2 separate regions of the Hordeum vulgare genome follow, and region 1 is linked to region 2. A link is a contact called in public Hi-C data. All regions are on one chromosome and are shown on one strand. Each heading gives the region's core, a stretch centred on a gene start, on an enhancer-like site or on the middle of the called end of the contact. The rest is flanking DNA. Distances are from core to core; before and after follow the strand shown.

Evidence for each region. A called contact is a pair of places that touch in the nucleus more often than the background predicts.
Region 1: a Hi-C map of leaf shows a contact between it and region 2, with 1.6 times the contacts expected there. The contact joins the promoter of LOC123428225 here to the promoter of LOC123428222 in region 2. A contact is called at or near these places in 2 of 6 Hi-C or Micro-C datasets (leaf and seedling).

What each region holds. Positions count from the first base shown.
Region 1 is chr2H:640,720,689-640,726,999 of MorexV3_pseudomolecules_assembly, forward strand. It overlaps LOC123428225, which reads left to right and starts at 4,065. Exons shown (of 12, transcript XM_045112415.1): 1 at 4,065-4,290; 2 at 4,370-4,433; 3 at 5,570-6,187. The coding sequence starts at 4,280. It overlaps LOC123431115 (epoxide hydrolase B-like), which reads left to right. Exons shown (of 3, transcript XM_045114949.1): 2 at 1-26; 3 at 146-1,010. The coding sequence ends at 793.
Region 2 is chr2H:640,446,436-640,453,121 of MorexV3_pseudomolecules_assembly, forward strand. LOC123428222 reads right to left here and starts at 4,737. Exons shown (of 1, transcript XM_045112412.1): 1 at 3,603-4,737. The coding sequence starts at 4,549. The coding sequence ends at 3,920. It overlaps LOC123428221 (transcription factor TGAL6-like), which reads right to left. Exons shown (of 8, transcript XM_045112409.1): 6 at 6,241-6,686; 7 at 5,907-6,125; 8 at 5,176-5,790. The coding sequence ends at 5,632.

The DNA of each region.
Region 1 (6,311 bases), core at 2,815-5,314, 270 kb after region 2:
TCCTCGACGCCCTCTCCATCCCCAAGGTAGGCACCACCGCAGCACGCAACGCAGCATCCACAAAAAAAAAAACACCCAAGCGGCCATGACCCATGAGTGACCGTCGTCGTCCTGTTTTCTTGTTTTCATTCCTCGGTGCGTGCAGGCGTTCGTCGTGGGCAAGGACTTCGGCGCCATGCCGGCGTACGACTTCGCGCTGCGGCACCCGGGCCGCACCCGCGGCGTGGCGTGCCTGGGCATCCCCTTCAGCCCCGTGCCCTTCGACTTCGCCGGCACCATGCCGGAGGGCTTCTACCCGCTGCGGTGGCGCCAGCCGGGGCGGGCGGAGGCGGACTTCGGGCGGTACGACGTCCGGCGCGTGGTGCGCACCATCTACGTGCTCTTCTCCGGCAGCGAGGTCCCGGTCGCCGAGCAAGGCCAGGAGACCATGGACCTCGCCGACGGCTCCGCGCCGCTGCCGGAGTGGTTCACGGAGGCGGACCTCGACGTGTACGCCGAGCTCTACGAGAACTCCGGCTTCGGATACCCGATCAGAATGCCGTACGGGTCACTGGACAAGATGGCGACCCAGCTGGACGCCAGGTTCGAGGTGCCGGTGCTGATGGTGATGGGGGAGAACGACTACGTCATGAAGCTGCCGGGGTTCGAGGCCGCCGTGAGGGGCGGCATGATGGCCGGCTTCGCGCCTGACCTCAAGGTCGCCTTCGTCCCGGAGGGCAGCCATTTCGTGCAGGAGCAGTTCCCGGCGCAGGTCAACGAGCTCCTCCTCGCCTTCCTGAAGGATCACCCGTGATCCCGGCCGTGGTGAGGATGACACTGTTTACAGTGATGGGGTTGCAACTGACAACGGTCGCTTGTCTTGCACTGTTGCACAACGACCACCACGTGTATCTTTCAAACAAATATCCAAATTCATGTCCTTTTTTAAAACACAATACAAACGCAGACGCGGAAGTTTATATGTATGCACATATATTCATTCTTACGAATACACGCAGACCTTATCCTTACGTGCATCTTTGAAAGATTAAGCCATTGATTTCTTCTTCCATGATAGTGGCTGCTGCAGCCAAAAGAAACCACTCCATGAAAGCTTTGCATCCTTCATGAACAAACTCCTCTCTATGCACGACTGCTGGAGTTGCAACTGACAACGGTCACTTGCCTTGCACTGTTGCACAGCGATCACCATGTGTATCCTTTAAGCAAAATATTCAAATCCATGTGCCGTTTTTAAAACACAATACGGATCCAGATGCGCATATATTCATTCCTATGAATATAACATACCTTATCCTTACGAGTATCTCCGAAAGACTAAGCCGATATATGTCATCTTAAGATTGATAAAATGATTGTGTTGACGTCCAGCGGCTCATGGATGGTTGCCCTGGAAACAAGTCTCTGGACTCTCCGCTGGCCCCCCTTTGCTTTGGGACCGGGGGCGGTTCTCGGCCAGAGCGGTATATGCCCTGCACCGCCTCGGCGGCGTGGGGGTTGAGACGGCCACCTTCCAGTAGTCAATTGCCCCCCTCGCGCGTCAAGTTCTTCGGGTGGCTGTTGTCCCTGTCGCACATCCACACGGGGGACGTGCTCCTCTGCAAAACCATGCTGGGTGCCCGTGCTGGGAGATGGTTCTGGAGACCGCCAATCACCTCATTTTTGGGAGTCCCTTCGCGGTGCTGTTTTGGAGGTGCTTCGGTGTGTCGCCGGAGGGCGCCTCGGTTAGTGCCCTTCACCTCCTCGATGTTGCGGGCGCGGTTGGTGACGCCTCTCCAGAGGCCTTCGTCCTCCACTGCTGTTGGAGGCTCTGAAAGCGGAGGAACACTGTGGTGTTCCAGGACGACACGCCATCTCTAGCTGCAACGTTGAAAGCCTACCTTGACGACGCGGTGCTGTGGCAGGCAGGATGAAAACTGTGGAGTGATCGCATATTGATGTGTGGCTCAGTGCGCTTAGTGTGTTTAGATACCTAACGGCCTACCTCTTGGCCGGCGTCCCCTCCTGTGGCTTTCTCATCTCTGTGTGTAAATCTGTCACTCGAGTTGGGGGGAGGGGGTTCCCCCTTCCCTTTAAAGCAATATATTGAGGTGGTTGAGGGGCTTTCCCCTCCCCTTTAAAGCAATATATTGAGGTGGTTGAGGGGCTTTCCCCTCCTCCCCCGATGAAAATTCAATTTTTTTGACAAAGTGATGGTCTAGGCCCCTAACGAATGATTCCTTCTTCTATGGTAGCGGCTGTTGTAGCCTAAGAAAACCACCCCATGAAAGCTTTGCATCCTTCATGAACAAACTTGTTCTTTCTATGCACGAATGCTGGCTTTGTTCCTGCATCTCCGTAATGGGCTAATTCCCGGCAAGGAAATCCCTCCAATGAAAACATTGAAGGTGTATATATGCAGCTATCTAAGCTCATTTTGCATTGCTCGGTAGTTCATCATAGAACAAATCATCAAAAGCAATGCTCATACGGAAAACCTTTAATTGTGCGGGTTCAACAAGATAAGGAACGACCATCGGAGGTACGGAAAAGTATCTGGTGCTCCAGCCTTGGGTTATTTCCAATACTTCAATGTAAAAGAAAAAAAATAATGCTTTAATTTTTTTTGGAAAAAATATGAGTGTTAATAATGAATATTACTACAAGCTTTAAAAGTTTCAGGTCCAAACTTGAAACACACATTGAGGAAAAAAAAAGAATCCAAATCTGAATAGTGTCTTTCGATTTTGGACCTGAAATTTTTAGGGGATGTAGTGACGTTTATTGTGAATATTTACATTTTTTTCAATTTCGTTAAAACATTTTAAAATATTTGTTGACATTAGAACACGGAGAGTACTACAAGGCTGGAAGCACTTGATACTTTCCCCCGGAGCCACCACGGCCACCTCCACCAGCAGGTTGGTTGGTGTTATTGATGGACGGTTCCTACCATGCATGGTCTTCGGATATGAAAATGGTGAAGTATCTTTTGTTGCATACCAACGGTTGTTTGTATAGGATCATAATACAAGTCACATATATACCAATTTGATAGGAATACAAAAAAAGCAAAACACTAGCCTTTACAAAAAAACACACCAACCAAGATGTAAAATTACAAACAAGACAAAAAAAAACCTCTCAGCTTGACACCAATGTTCGTCATCTGCTTCTCACACCATCACAACAGCCATCATAAGAAAAAAATAACGGATCACCTTCACGCCGGAGCTTAACGCTACTCCATCGCTGATATGTACCTTCGCGGACCTTTAATGTGGCTCGTCAAAGACGAAATCGTTACCATTGAACGAATCGGACTGGGGGCAATAATCCGAACATGCCATCAAACTCTAGATCTAACACCCCCACATTACTAATATGTCGGAGGAGGAAACCATACCTTCCATCAACAAACCACGAACTTAGCACTTGATCCACCATCTTTCAGATGTCGTCGATGCAGTCCACAATCTACATTCGTTCCTGGACTACCTCACAAGCTCCAAACCGATGCAACAGAGAAGCCCGAGTGTACAGGTCCACCACAAGGACGCCGTCACCGTCGCATCGTTCTTGCTTGAACAATCTACGGTGGCTGTTGTTAAATTCAACCCCAATCACAAGACCGATCACCTGCTCGGGGCGGGATCTGAAGAATCTTTATTCAACATCGTAATTATCGCCACCGAAGCCATGCTAATGAACAACCCAAAATCTAACCTACTAAAGTTAAAACATCCACACGTGTGAATCTGACGCTCCCTCATCCATCAACGACCGTGGTCGTCGGAGGAGGAGAGCCGTCGAAGGACGGCAATGAAAGAAAGCGCTCCTTGTGGCGGCGGCGAGATCACTTTTTTTTTCTTCTTCACCTGAAGGAAAGAAGCGATTCGCTCTGGAATATTTGCGACAAGGATTTTTTTTTTTAAAATTATTTGAATTGCTTATCATATGTGTCAGAGGAAAAGTTTGGGGAAGTCGACTTCTGCAATATACTCTAGAAAAATACTGTAATTCCTTTTACCATCCACTCGAAAAACAATTCCTTTTATTTTTACCAGAAGAAAGCCTCGTATTCTCCCGAAGCCGCACATAACCAGGCCGCGTCACACGGCCGTCTTCCCCGTTCTCCCCCCGCCGCTCCCCCCTCTCTCCCCGCCGTCGCCGGCCCGCCCCCGCGGCGCAAGGCGGTGACCCTGCAGGACGATCGGAGCCGCGTCGCTCTTCCGCCTCCTCCACCCTCCCCGGCGGCGAGCAGACCGAGAGGCGGAGGCCTCCCCCGGCATCGCCCGCCATGTTGCGCCGGTACGGGCACCGACCTAGGTTTCCGCCCCGCCGAATTAGGGTTTCCGCGCCTAATGCCCGGCTCTCTCTGCTCTCGCAGGTGCGTGCGGGATCTGTACCCGCTGCGGTCCCTCCGGAGGATCCCCAGGCCGATCTCCGGCGAGGTAATTAAGCGTCCCCGCTATGTTTCATGGCTCGATGCACGTTAGGACGGTCTCCGGTGGTTTCAGTTGGTAGAATAGCTTCGCTCTGGCAGGCGTGTGTTGGGTTTGAGAATTCGGTTGCGCGTGAGAGCTTACCAGGGGCGGTTTTGGATTGGTGGATTCGTTGATTAAGCTGTCGATGGAGGGATTGTGTTACGGTGTTCCTGTTTGATTAGTTTGGGAATGCTGCTCGTCCTGTCATATGTTTTTAATTAACATCGCCCGTTTGCGTTCCTCTGTTTAATTAACTATAATGACTCTCTGTATTCGGAGCACACTGCTGTGTCATGTGAACCGGTCTACTTGTTGAGCTTTTGTAGGCCCTTAGGATGATGTCGAGGACCCTAAGTGAACAATTTGTTTACTTGCATTGGCGAAAGCACTAGGAAAATGTGGTTAAACCAAGGAATAGAGTGTTTTGATTCTTCATTGGTATTTACAGGCTTGATTGATTAGGGGGATTTTTTTTTGTTCGATAAAATTGCAGAAGGTACTATTGAACTGAGTAAATATCTGGTTTCCGCGCAAATCTGTCACATACACATTTGTATGTAGTGGTACATATAGCAATGTTTGGAACTGAATAGGAGTTGACATTACCCTAATTGGTAATAAAAGAATCCAATTAGATTGGGCTCACATTATGACCTGAATCATGTTATCTGTACTTATTTTGCTAAGTATGCTGTTTGTTTTATTTTTCATATGGAACACTGATTACTCGCCAACCTTTGATGAATGCTTCTGGAAGAAAATCGGATCACACCTTCTTGTGCTATTTTGTAGTGTTACATTGTTACTTATTCATTAGTAATATTGTCAGTACTTGATTGGACCTGTCAAAAATCATTTCTAGGTCTTTTTCTTTCATGTGCTCCCTACGTATGCTTACATAAATGCAGTGACTTTCCACGTGCAATGAATGCACAAAATTTTGGTTTTAAGGTTTGTAATGCTTTTGCAACCGTATTTTCTCATTGAGCCCATTCCTTAGCTTTGGAAGTTTGCACAATAATTGGGAGTATCCTTGCAAATTTCTCTGTCTATTGCCGGTTGGCCTGAACTGCATGAAAATGACAGAATAACCTATTTATCAGGCCCAAAGTCCAACATTCCTGCAATCCAGAAGAAACTCAACAAAAGCACCCCAACAGGGTTCAGCACAGAAATCTGTCCCTGGACCTAAAGAAGAACCTTCTCAGTCTGGAAGCAAGTTTCCAAAGTTTGTGCTTGGAACTCTGGTTGTTGGTGCTGCTGGTATGGCTGCTTATCAAGCTGGCTACATAGACCTTCCGTTTATGGATGAAAAATTGCCTTCGACCATCAGGGAGCAAAATTTCACAAAGATGTATGAAAATATGAAGTCCCCTTTTGAACAAAAGGTTGATCAGAAACAAACCATGTTGGATCCAAGCAATGGCATTGTTCAGGATAAACCTAAGGACCTTCCAGCTGAAGGGATTCCAACTGCTGGCGAGCAGCCTACTCCTGCAGAAGAAAAAGAAACAGAAACTGTCACCCAGGGAACACTGCCAGTTCAAGATGAGCGTGGAGCTGATACTAAACTGCCGTCTCAAGATACTCTCTCTTTTGACATAAAGCCCACTGTTGTAAATGATGGGGCAGCCGGTGAAGTTCCTCCTGGACAAGCTGACAAGATAAGTAGCACAGTTTCTCCAGTAGAATCAAGCCCAACAACGGCTGAAGTACAAAAGGTTTGAGTTAGTCCTGAACTTTTTTTTATATAACCACCGATTTATCATCATTTGCATGTTGATTGGTACTCCCTCCGTCCCAAAATAAGCGTCTCAACTTTGTACTAGCTCTAATACAAAGTTG
Region 2 (6,686 bases), core at 3,487-5,986:
ATCATTTTCTTAAAGGGAACCTGCAACTGATTGTACCCAACCATAAAGAGGTAAGAAACGACTTTTGCAATTTATTTTATTTTATTTTGCTTTTCATGGATGAACCAAATTTGTTTTCATTGCACTTCTACGGCCAATCGATGGTAGTTTTGGTACAGTTTTTTTCATTGCCAAAGGCAGCACTATGCTCATTCATTAGTGTTCTTTTTGCGATGATATATTCAGACCTGGGTAAACAAATTTTCTTACTGTTGACATTCGAAGTCCCACTTACATTTTGCTCCTAACACCTTAGAGCGAGTTTGGTTACCTATATCGTTTTTAGACATTTTGCATAATTGTCTTAACTGGGCCTTGAGTATATGCAGACAAAAAACCAACATTTGCATTGTGATTGGTTGTCCGCATTGCATCAAGGCCCAGATGGTTGCGTGTGTTTGTATTTTAGGTGTGAGTAGATGCAAAGCACAACTGTTTGATTATGTGCAAGTACTTGATCTCCTCACCCCTTTTAAATGTGGTGGAGTTACCACCCATTAATTTGACAACAGTGAACACACACAGAACAAACTATGATCTATAGCTACACAAAAACAACAAGCACAAGCAAATAACATGCACATCATAAGCTACTACACATAAGTTTAAAACAGTAGGGCATCCCATGCCCCTGCTAGACCCCAGGGTGCTCCTCCCTGGGCAAAATATGGATAGTTTGACAACAAAAGAGGTTCAGTTCAACCCTATACTACTTCAGAGGTTCAGAAGCTTCGTGCACCGAACATTGCAAATGATGGAGTTGTTGGCATTGTAGATCTGCACCCTGAGCTCCAGGGCGGAGAGCTTGAAGACAGGAAGGTCGTTGGGGACGATCCTGTGCCGGCGGCAGAAGTACTCCCAGCCGCGTCCCAGCACCATGTGGTATTTGAACACCTAAACCTGAACCTAAAACTAGCACCACTTGTTGACGGAGAGGCTGACGACGCGAGGAGGGGCGAGGACCATCCATTGCCTCATCACCTGCCTGAATTTAGGCGGGATGATGAGCATGGCGATGTCCTCCTGGTCAGCGATATGCACATAGAACCTCATAGGTTCTCGTGCACCCTCTTCGTGCCTGTCCTAGGCCTTCCGCCAACGCCCAGCGACATCCTCATGAACTCCACCCTGCCAGGGATCACCACCCTCTGCAGCCACCGGTTGGTGGGGATGAGGTCCTCCGCCCCCTCGGCGCCAGCGACAACCTGCGCACCACTGTCGGTTGTGTCCCACTCCATCTTCATTGTCTTATCAGCCAGATTAACATCAGTTAGCAACACATATGACACATGATCAAAGCTAACAATGGTGTATGCTGACTGAACACAGCTTACAATGATCACTAAGTAAGTACTAACACATGATCAATGCTACTCTGATCAGTGGTTACATGTATCAGTGGTCACATGATCACTGCTAACACTGATCAGAGGAAGCCACCGCTCACATGTCCTACTTCCACCTATTATTTTTGGCATTCACGCATGTCCTACTTGCATGCCACATGCACACACGTACCCTAGCAACAAGAGCAATACGAGTAGCATCAACAACAATAGCAAGAAGAGTAGAATGAATAAACAATAGTAGGAACTAACAACACTAGCATATACACTAGTAATAGCACCAAAACAAATAATGTTGCACTACAAACTAACAAAATGGCAGTAAGAACAGATGCAAACCACCACTACACTATAAACAATCTAGGCATGTGGGATGAACAAAGTAAGCACGCACTCTTGTTCATCCCCAAAATAGTGGATTCTCATCGAATCCGATCGAATCAAGTAGAATCCAATCGAATCGGGTCAAATGTACGGGCCACAATCTAATCTAACACACTATGAACTACCCTAAGAACCTTAACTAAGAAGCATAGGGGGATTTGAGAGCTTACAGTGGGGGTTGCCGGTGTAGCGTACGCCGACCGTGGTGACAACCCCGGCGGGAAGAGGGGTGTTGGCGCCGTCGATGAAGAGGAGCCGGCCATTCCGACTCCCGTGGCCGTGGACCTCATCCTATGCCTACTCAAAGATGACGTCGGCATCCTGGAGCTCCCCTCCCCTTGCGCCGGACGCAGAGGAGAAAACCCTCGTACAGGGGTAAAAATACCCCCATAAGAGGGGCCTGCAAAGGACGACGCCGACGGGTATTGGATCCCCGTGATGTCCGAGCCGATGGAGAGGATCACTGGCTCCGGTAGCGGAGTTGGAGCGATCAGCGCCGGCGCTGCATTGGCCCCGGGCGGCGGCATGGTGCAGAAAGGGGAGGGAGCTTGCAGTGCCGACGACAGATCTACTACGGTTGCGGAGAGGCCGTCAACCCACCTCTCTTGGATGGGATTGTTGCTGATGATGACCGGAGTGGGTGGGGCACGCTGAGACGACGGCGTGGCCATCGAAGAAACCGAACGGGCGGTGAGGTGACAGAGAGGGAGTGGGTGTGAATTGGCAAGAGAGGTGATGGGAGAGGGAGTGGGTGTGAACTAGCAAGGGAGGTGACGGGAGAGGGTGTGTGGAGTTATGAGGAGTTGCCTTGTCTCCTGTGCGTCCCAAGGCATGCAGGCGCTCGCCACGCGTGGCTCGAGCGAGCCTGGCTTGCAAAAAACGGCCGGTTCAATCGTTCCTCTAGAGCAAGGCCCAGACCTACTTTGAGGTTCGTGCAGGCCACGAATTGGATGCGACCTAGGCAACCAAATGGGTCATATTCTTCCCGCGCAGGCCTGGCCCGACCTAATGCGAGGAAATAAACACACCCTTATTGAATCCTACCCAGAAAGGAGCTCGTTGCAATTTGGTTACAAACTTGAAAATACCTTCAAGTAACACAATCGATGTTGATACATAATTACCAATCTAATAAATGTGCCCCATTCTGTCATCGTCTTAAATTTCCCATGTCCACGCATAACATTGCACGCAATCTTGTCGACAAAGTGTTGGAAAGTCAACCGAGCGCAAACAATGACATCTAAGTTAATATCACATCATTTTATGGGGCCAATGAACTCTTATGCATGTTTGTAACAAGGCCAATGACATTGCAAAAGCTATGTAGAATGTTTTCAAGCATATTAATATCCTCATATATGTGATGAAGGTCGCCGCATCGTCATAGAGCGAGGTGCGTACGTTTGCACTCTCCTCTCAATCTATGAAAACCCCGTTGGTTGTCCCCAAATCTAAAATATGTTGGAAGGAGTCAATACTCTATGGCAAAGGCGAACAAGAACGACAATAAGTGTTCTCACTGATGTGATCCTCTGTCATGTTGAATCGGGTTTTTCGAAACCTAGTAAGAAGGTACAAGAGTTTGAAGTGTGAGAAAGAGCGTCGACCAATCCATAAACCTTTGTAGAAACACTACTTTATGCATTAGGTCTAGCAAATACTCTCATCTAACCGAGTCAAAAGCTTTCTTAGAGTCCAAACCTCGAGGAGGAGGTGGTGGTGGGGGGGGGGGGTGGTGTTCTTCACAATCACGTCACGTATAGGCATACATAAATTTTTTAGAGTAAATTGCATAAAACCATCAATTTGAAGGCTAGGTTTGGAGAAAACACTACAATACATTTTTTTTCAAAAAACATCATGTCTACCGTAATCTTTTTGCAAATAACATTGATCGGTGGATTTGCCTCGGCTAAGTATGTTTATGACAGATGGGGCCGTTAGTCAGGCTGATGTGGCTTAAAATTTCTAACACTGTTACGTCGAACCATTTTGCTGGACAGGGCCTACTTGTCAGCATTTCATCACGGTATTTTCTCCTCCCTAATCTCTCTCTCTCTCCCGACCAGAAGCATGCAGGAGCGCCGGCGCCGCCCATTGCCATGGCGCCTGAGCTCCAAGAACGTCGTCGCTGTTAAGCAGCCCTCTCATGGATCCGACAAGAATCGAGGGGCCGCCCCCTTCCGCCCCATAGATTCGTGCTCGTCCGCTCCAATTCGAGCCAGAATCTCGCAAGAATAGAGACGGACGACGGCCCGTATCGCGACCTTCCCGCCCACTCGTTGTCGTCCGGCGACCTCCGCGCCCACTCCTTGCCGTCCCGCGACCTCCGAGTTGCCGGTCGAGTTCCCATGGGCAGGGCACGCGGGAACAACTCTAGGTACAGTGGCGTAGAACCATGGCCGCGAGTGCCGTATGAACCTGGATGAGGTCGGCGACCCCGGCGATTTAGTCGTCCTGGAGTGCGCGCATAGTGTCCTCGGCGTGTGGCGGAAGGCCTCCCCTTGGACGGGGGCAGGGGCGGGACTGGTGGCGTCCTTTGCCTTCCCCTCGATGCGGCAACTAGACGGTGGCCCCTGCCTCAGTCGGGGTCGAGAGCGGCGATGGCGGCCCCTGCCTAGGTCGGGGTCGAGACGTGTGACGGCCCCTGCATCCACTTGGGCACAACAACGACGACGGCGGACATTACCTCGGGCGGCGGCGGGGTGGTGAACGAGATTTGGGGGTACACTGTTAAGAGGAACCAAACTCTTTTCCTTCATTTCTTTCAACGACATGTGGACCCCACATGTTCACACATGATGATAACGTTACCAATTGTCGTCGTTACATGTAAGATGTTAAACGATGCCCCATCAACATGACTGGCGGGCCCCATCTGTCATAAACATGCTCAGTCGAGGCAAATCCGTCGATCAATGTTTTGTGCAAAAAGATTACTGAAGACATGGTGTTTTTTACCAAAAAAAATGTATTATAGTGCTTTTTGGCAAACCTAGCCTTCAAAGTGGTGTGCAATTTACTCAAATTCTTATGAACACTTTGGGTCTCAAATGAAGTTGTTTATGGAAGACAATACAATTATAGCCTATCACATTGGCAATAATCTTGGCCACGGTATGGGCGCGGCTCCTCCCCCTCCCATCTTCCCCTCCTTTCCTTACAATATAAATTGGGGTCACAACATAACTCTACCAAAATGAAATTGGGGATTCAAGCTCCTACATTGTTCAGAAACAAAGTGAACCGGCTAGGTCACTTTACTCCATGGGTCTATATGCCTTAGTTATTTTCCATCTAATTGACCCAATCATATAAAAAAAGAAAGAAAAAAGAAAATACCCGCATGAATCATGACCTAAGATCGATTGGCATATGACTTAGAGAGCACATTTAGATGCGCTTTACCAAAACATTTCCTCCATATACAGTACGATCAACACCCTAACCACAAACAATTACATGATATATACCGGATCACCAGCGCTACAATTCCTCCCTGTGTAATTTCTTATAGCAATTTCATCGCTACACCATCCACCATCATCACACCAAAATATGAAGTATTTACACATCCTCGATCAGCCCACCTCTGATTAATTACCCTGGTTTACCCTGTCATCATCTGGAAAATATGCAAGATAGCGAGCACGTACGCGCGCGCGCGCTTACATACGGCGCGGCTCTGAATGCCTACCTCGATCGTCTCCGGTTCTCCCTTCAACCCAGCGAGATGGATGATCTCTTCGTCCTCCGCTGGCCAGCGGATGGATTACTACGTACGTACGTACTACCTTCTTCTGCGCCATCATCGACCTTTCTCTGCTTCCGCCATTGCTAAGTGAGTAGGAAGTAGAGTTTAGCTTATGGCCGACTCGCGCGGGCGGGCCGCCCAGAGCGTGCTGAGCGCGCGGAGGCGCTGGAAGTAGTCCCCCAGCACGAGCAAGCCCTTGGCCGCCTGCCGCGTCGTCAGGATCCTGTGCATGTTCTGCAGCGTCTCCAGCCGGAGGTGGTCCGCCTGCAACGCCGACGACGACAATGCATGCCATAAGTTAATCTTCAGAGTTTCAGATTATGGATGGGTCGAGCGACGGCGGCGCTGATCGGCGCATGAAGAAGCTGGGTAGTTGGTACCTGCTGCACGAAGCCGACGAGGCCCTTGAGCTTCTCCACGGCACCGACCATGTAGGCGTCGGGGGCGGCGAATGGGTCGGTCAGGGACTCGGCCAGCGTCTGCTGCAGCTTCTGCATCCCCTGCGACAGCGCGTCTTCCGCCTGCGCCGACGTCAGCTGCAGCCCGTACACCGCCACCGACTGCGCCTCCGTCATCGGATGCAGCTGCGGGCTCAAGATCTGCGTGCCAGCCACCCACACACAGGTCAACCACCGCCGACGACGATAACAACGGTGATCGTCATTCCGATCCGACCTCTGACGAACTCTGACTGAATAACACTACCGTACGTACCTTGAGGACCTCGGACGGCCGGAAGCCGCCGATCCAGAGGAAGAAGCGCTCGGCGGGGGACCTCCAGAGCCCCGACATGACGCAGAAGACGTCGGACTGCGCGGCGGCGCCCTTGATCCGGAAGAGGTCGTCGTAGTTGGCGAGCCCGGTCTCCACCATCATCTGCAGCTCCAGCTCCGACGTGCCCTGCCCCTGCTGCAGCGCGCTCCGCAGCTGCTCCGTGTGCCGCTTCTGCTCGTCCACCCAGTGCCCGTACTTGATCTCGAACGCCGCCACGCCGGGGTCCATCATCTGCCCCGCCGCCGCGAACCCGAGGCCGGCCGAGCCCCCGTGGTGGCGCTGCAGGCTCGTCCCCGGGTTGCTGCCCCCGTACACCCCCTGCTGCTGCCTCGCGCGCTGCAGCTCTTGCTCCAGCTGCGCCAGTTTTATCCGGCTCGACTCTAGCT